2 separate regions of the Mus musculus genome follow, and region 2 is linked to region 1. Evidence: chromatin contacts called from public HiChIP or PLAC-seq data. All regions are on one chromosome and are shown on one strand. The core of a region is the stretch at or near the end of the contact, and the rest is flanking DNA. Distances in the headings are between cores, read along the strand shown. Region 1 has its middle 25 kb from the start of 4930465M20Rik. Region 2 has its middle 29 kb from the start of 4930465M20Rik.

Evidence for each region. HiChIP or PLAC-seq counts read pairs in DNA pulled down with a chosen protein or histone mark.
Region 2: a contact with region 1 is called in an H3K4me3 HiChIP or PLAC-seq map of the SCID.adh cell line, with 11 read pairs. The contact joins two enhancer-like sites. A contact is called at or near these places in 6 of 484 Hi-C or Micro-C datasets (the N1E-115 cell line, Th1 cells, memory CD8 T cells and 3 more) and 1 of 115 datasets of contacts at active chromatin or transcription factors (the SCID.adh cell line).

The regions. Positions count from the first base shown.
Region 1 is chr12:107,709,152-107,711,851 of GRCm38.p6, forward strand. No RefSeq gene overlaps it. Among named protein-coding and RNA genes, the nearest start is that of 4930465M20Rik, 25 kb to the right of the region's middle. Within about 2 kb of position 1,385, at least 8 of the 459 cell types and tissues checked have an H3K27ac peak or open chromatin away from gene starts, as enhancers often do. A contact at or near this core is called in the SCID.adh cell line, where this site is marked.
Region 2 is chr12:107,763,039-107,765,777 of GRCm38.p6, forward strand. No RefSeq gene overlaps it. Among named protein-coding and RNA genes, the nearest start is that of 4930465M20Rik, 29 kb to the left of the region's middle. Within about 2 kb of position 1,338, at least 7 of the 459 cell types and tissues checked have an H3K27ac peak or open chromatin away from gene starts, as enhancers often do. A contact at or near this core is called in the SCID.adh cell line, where this site is marked.

The sequences.
Region 1 (2,700 bases), core at 135-2,634:
GTATTTCACTGGAGAGAGCAAAGAATTCACTGTGGTTACAAGCCTCTGGATAATTACTGCTGGCTGCAGCGGGTGGTGCCATATAGTTTTGCAGAAAGCAGAACAGCCCGGGGGATGAAATTGTAACATGGCAGCAGTAATAATAATGATAATAATAATAATAATAGTCTACAATCATTAGGCACTTAGTAGATTTACAAACACCTCTCATAACAGCCAGGATTTAGACAGACTTTGGAGCTGACAAAGACACTCTTGGGTCACATCTTCCTTGGACCCCCCAACTGCTGTGGGTGGGGGGCACAGCTGCTGTAGCTTACACAAGAGGGAACTGGTCCACTTTCAGAGAAGTGAATGACTTCTATGTATTGCCATGGACAGAGTGGCTAGGACAGCCAGGGCTTTCTCCTAAGACCTTGGATTCCAGAGCTGCCCACCAAGGGATCTATCTACCCCCGTCTTTTTTTTTTTCCTGCTCTCTGGCCTCAGCTGTGGTGAAAATGCTGACCAGCAATTTTCAGGCTAAGTCTCTAGGTATGAACCCTTCCAAGGAAGACCTTTGCTTTGGAAGATGATGATGAGAAGAGCTGAGGGGTGTGGCTCAGTGGTAAGATGCTCGCCCAAAGCCCTGGGGTCCATCCTGCTTTCTGTCAGAACTGGGAAGCAGTGGGCTATTCTTTAGTCAGGTATTTAAGGAGATGCTTCATACTATCCACCCTTAAGCTCTGCCTCTCCTCTCTAGATTCTAGAAGGTTCTAGCTTAGTGGTCTATAGCAGCTACAATCATATAGCTGGTTTTCCTAGGCAGTGAGAACGTGTCTACTCTATCACCACTCCTCCATTATTCCTCCCTCATGGGGCTTCCCAGGTGGTGCAGCCAGTACTGAGTCAGGCATCTGGCCCTCTGCTGAACATGAGCACATCAGACACTGCTAGGGTGCCCATCCATCGTGGCCACCTAAGTCCTCCAAAGCCTTCCTCCTGGCTAGATAGGCGCAAAGGGAAGGCAGATTACTTGGAGACCAGAGGCTGATGCAACGTTGGAGACCAGTCCCTAGCAGCGTACCATGTGACTACTCCAAGAGTTCAGACATAGGCCACCCCAACCTGCTGGGACTAACGTGGCTGGTCCAACCACTGACTGTCCTTAGCTTCGTTGTGTCAACACCTCCAAATTGTCACCCTTGCAAAGCTGCCTGCTCCCATCATGCATCAGGAGTTATGACACATCTGGAAAACTCCGTATGACAGGGAAGAGAAGGAAATAATAATGTTTGATCTGCTCATAGAATCCTTCCCCTTAACTGTGAATAATCCCCCCCTTCATTAGTCTGCCCATAAAACAAGCTGGCAGAGATCCTCACAGTGCAACACCAGAAACCCACACTGCCGGCTGAGTGAGCGCCCACCCCGTGATGAACTTCCTCTGATGCCCTGCTTTGACTTATCCCTAAGTCCTTTCTTGATTGGAAATAGGAAGATGGAAAGAACTGGCAGTGATTGATACCTCTCTCTCTCTGCCTTCAAGACCCCCTCACACTAAAGCACCGGCAGCTCCGTTTACCAGGAAGGAAACACAGATGGACCCTTCCCCCAGATCTGCACACCTTACTCAGAGCACAGCTGGACTTTCTGGGTAGCCCTGGCTGTGCTTACTGTCTCCTGCCCATCCCAGCAGGAACACAGGACCTGGCCCTAGTACAACATTGGGTGGGGTTGGCTGCTATGCCAGTGAATGAGGGAGAAAAGGAATCAAAGAAGAAAGGAAGAAAGGAAGGAAGGGAGGGAGGGAGGGGAGAAAGCCATCAAACTGAAGTCCCTCCCAGGTCTATGGAAACCTGCAGAACAGGGTCAGAAGCCCTTGCCTCCAGCCCCGAAGATGTCAGCCCTCTCTCAGGAGAACAAATATGATCACTTGTCATTCTGCAATAACAGGGCCTCCCAGATCCCTCGAGATGGCAAAGCAGATGGCAGCCGGGCCAGTGGCTCCTATTTCAAGGGCACCTGACAAAGTGCCCTCTGCTGCCCCGGGGGCCCAGCATTGCCTCCGGTTGCATCATCTCCCTTCCCACTAGGGGAGCGGCCACCTGATGACCTTGAGGGCAGAGGCTGGAGCCAAGTGAAGGCTTTGTCCCTGGCCTTCCCTTTCTCTTCCCTGTAGGCGCTGAACTGGAAGCAGAGATGGATCTGTGTGGGGCAGGCCTGGAGGAGGGATACCAGGGACTGCAGCAGGCCCTCCTGGTGTCATCATGGCCAGGAGGTTAAACAGAAGGAGGAGGCTAACCCTGTGGGCTCTTCTCTAAGGTCCTTATCCTCCTTGCCAGACCAGGCCTCTGTTGGTGTCGCCAGTAGCCTCCTGGGTTTTCTCTGACGCACAGAGTCAATGGTAGCATCAATATCCCTACCCCAGTTACCGATAATCCCTAGGCATCCTATGCCCCTGTGCCTCACCCTACAAAGTCAACCACCCAGAGCCAGACCTCCTCAGTCCCCTGCCCTGCCACCATCACAGTCCCTAGACAATCTTCCTCCAAAGCTCTCCTGGACCACAACACATCCCTTACATTGTGAGGTGTGTGAATTGTCTCCTGGATGCACCAGGGCCCCAAAGCCCTGACAACAACAACAGCAGCAACAACAATAGGCACTGTTAGAGTCTCCTCCTATGCCCCACTGAAACTCTTCCACAGCTCTGACCTA
Region 2 (2,739 bases), core at 88-2,587, 54 kb after region 1:
GCCACAGCTCATGTGCATCATGGGAAGTGGGATATGAGTCAGGCTGTGTGGTAGGAAGATCCTGAAGCAACTAGTCGTGTGGCATCCAAAATCATGAAGCAGAGGGCGGTGAGTCCACTGCTATCCAATTCCCTCTCTACTTACACAGCCCAAGATTCCACCTAGGGAATGGTGCCACCCACAGTGGGCAGGTCTTCTCAGCACAACACAGTCGAGATCACCTCCATAGCCATGACCAAAGGCCTGACTACCAGATGACTCTACTGTTGGTTACACTGATAACAAACACTAGTCATCAAGGGTCCTAACCAGCCTTTCTCCAGCCTAGACCACCCACCAAGGTCTTCTTCCCAACACATATCCCAGCTCACATCCAGCCCCCAACCCCCACCTGAACATCATCTATCACTTCTGGTCCTAAGTCTGATGTCTCCAGCTCTACCAGTCCCCAAGGCCATACCCTCCACACAGAATATGGGGCACTATTGACCCATCAGAGAAGGTTTTATTGATGATTAGAACAGAGGCCCTTGAGAGACTTGTGCCCATGGATGTCTGCCCACTATCCTGCGTACGGATCCACACCCACACACATACAGGAAACATGAAGTAGACTCAGTGGGGTTTTCAAAATCTAAGCACAGGAGATTGGGAAAGAGAAGCAGAGTCGGAGAGAGAGGAGGAAATGAGGAGAAACAAAAGAGGAGTGGAGCTGATCAAAACATGAATGCATGAACTTCTCAAACAGAAAAAAAAAGCCCTTGGCACTGGCTTGGCTCTGCCCAGCTGGGTGATGCTGCTTCTCCATCCAGTTCCCAGGACACCACTCCATCCTTAGAAAAATCATTTCTAAGATTCTGAGAAGTTTCAGATGGCTCAACTTCCAGAAGCAAGAAGTTGGGACCACCTGGACATCACTTGGGGAAGGGCAGGCTAGACGAGCTATACAACTGTTTCTGTGTTAAGCAATGCCAGTGTCTAGATGCCACCTCCACTGGCCACTGGAGCAAGGGAAGATGAAGGCAGCCTAGGGGGTTAAACCATCCATGCCATCAGCAGAATGGAGACTCTGTAGGAACAGATTACTCAACATGGTCTAGACATACCCAGTCAGACTCAGAGCAACAGGAAGATAGGATGTTCTCAAAGGTAAGGCCTACAGAGAGTAATAAAGGGCCTGGAATTCCTGCCCATGTGAGCGCAGGCTCTCCGATCCAATGCTAATCAGATTCTGAGAGGATTCCAAACTCCGGCTTTCTTGTCTTTGGAAAAGCCCAGAAGGTATTGGGCAGAAGCCTACTGAGTCATCCAAACCACGCTCTTCAGCTCTCCCCCACCACACAGCACCCTGAGGAAGTTCGCCCCAAGCTCAGACTTTACACAGATCAAAAAATCTCTGCATTCAGACTCCAAAGAAACACGGGCCGATTACAACATCCATGTCTGTTTCAAGTAAAAATCCCATCTTAGTTTCATGAATCAATGAGTACATGTTTGAATTAACACCAGTATTTATTGAGGTTTAACAAGAGCCCATACCAATGCCTATCTCTCAGCTTTATCTGCATGTCCCTTATAGAGTTATTAAAACCCCAAAATATAATTTTAATAATCAGTGGGATTTTAATTAACACACAATAATGATCCCCATTCAATGGAACGCCTCTGATTCAGAAAGTAATTATTCATTCACGACACTTAATTTGAAGCGTTACCACAGATTTGTATCTCCTAAAGCCACAAGAAGTTTGAGCATAATAGTTCTTGTTAGAACTTATAGAGCAAGTTCACTTCAGAGCAAGACTGGAGACCAGGTTCCAAAGGAGGAGAGAAGATACAGGGAGGACCTGAAACAGGCTGGTGGCACCCTGAGGAAGGAGCAGAATGTGGTCTTAGAAATGATTGTCACCTGGCTGTCACTCAGGACATGGCCCCACACTCTCTCCTGCACGAGTCTCTGGTCCTGTGTCTTAGAACCATTTTAGACAGAGAATTCATTGCCACAAAAAAAGAATGCCCAGAGTCACTTGGAAAGTCACTGGCTCCCTAGACCACCATGTTCTCATCTATCAATCTAGACATCCAGATTGGCCCTGCCTCTCTGTAGACCATCAGGGGGACAGGACTGGGAACAATGAATGGAGGTAAGGCCAACTTAGGCCATCATATGTAAGCACAGACTAGACCAGCTTCAGAGACCCAGAGCAGACTTCGACGTTTTCCAGGCACCCCAGGGAGGAATTGTCTCCTCTTACCATTACCCATCCTGCCATAGCAAGGAGCTTAACGTTTAGTGGCACTCGGTTCAGCACTAACTGAGACATGAGCTATGCTGAGCTAGGGCAGGGCTATACTAAAGTAAGAGAGAGAGGAGTTGCTAACTCTGATACGTTCCCTGGAAACTTGTAGTTAGGGGGCCATCACTCTAGGGTCCACGTTAACAAACACCCAGGTGAACCTACAACAGCCAAACACCAAGGAAAGAAGGCTCCTTCACTTGCACATCCTATATCCACTGATTCATTCCACTTGTGAACTCTGAAATCATGTCCTTATTCTCTGTGGCATAGCGCTCTACCCACCGAACCGTGGTTCTAGCCACATTCTTAAGAGCACTAACCCAAGGCCCTCGGACATGAATTAACCCTTCCCTTCCAAGAGAGGTTCTCTATGGCCTCATTTCCAAGCTGGCAGCTCTCCAATGAGTTAGAGAGCTGTGTCCTGCTTGCTTTCAGAGCT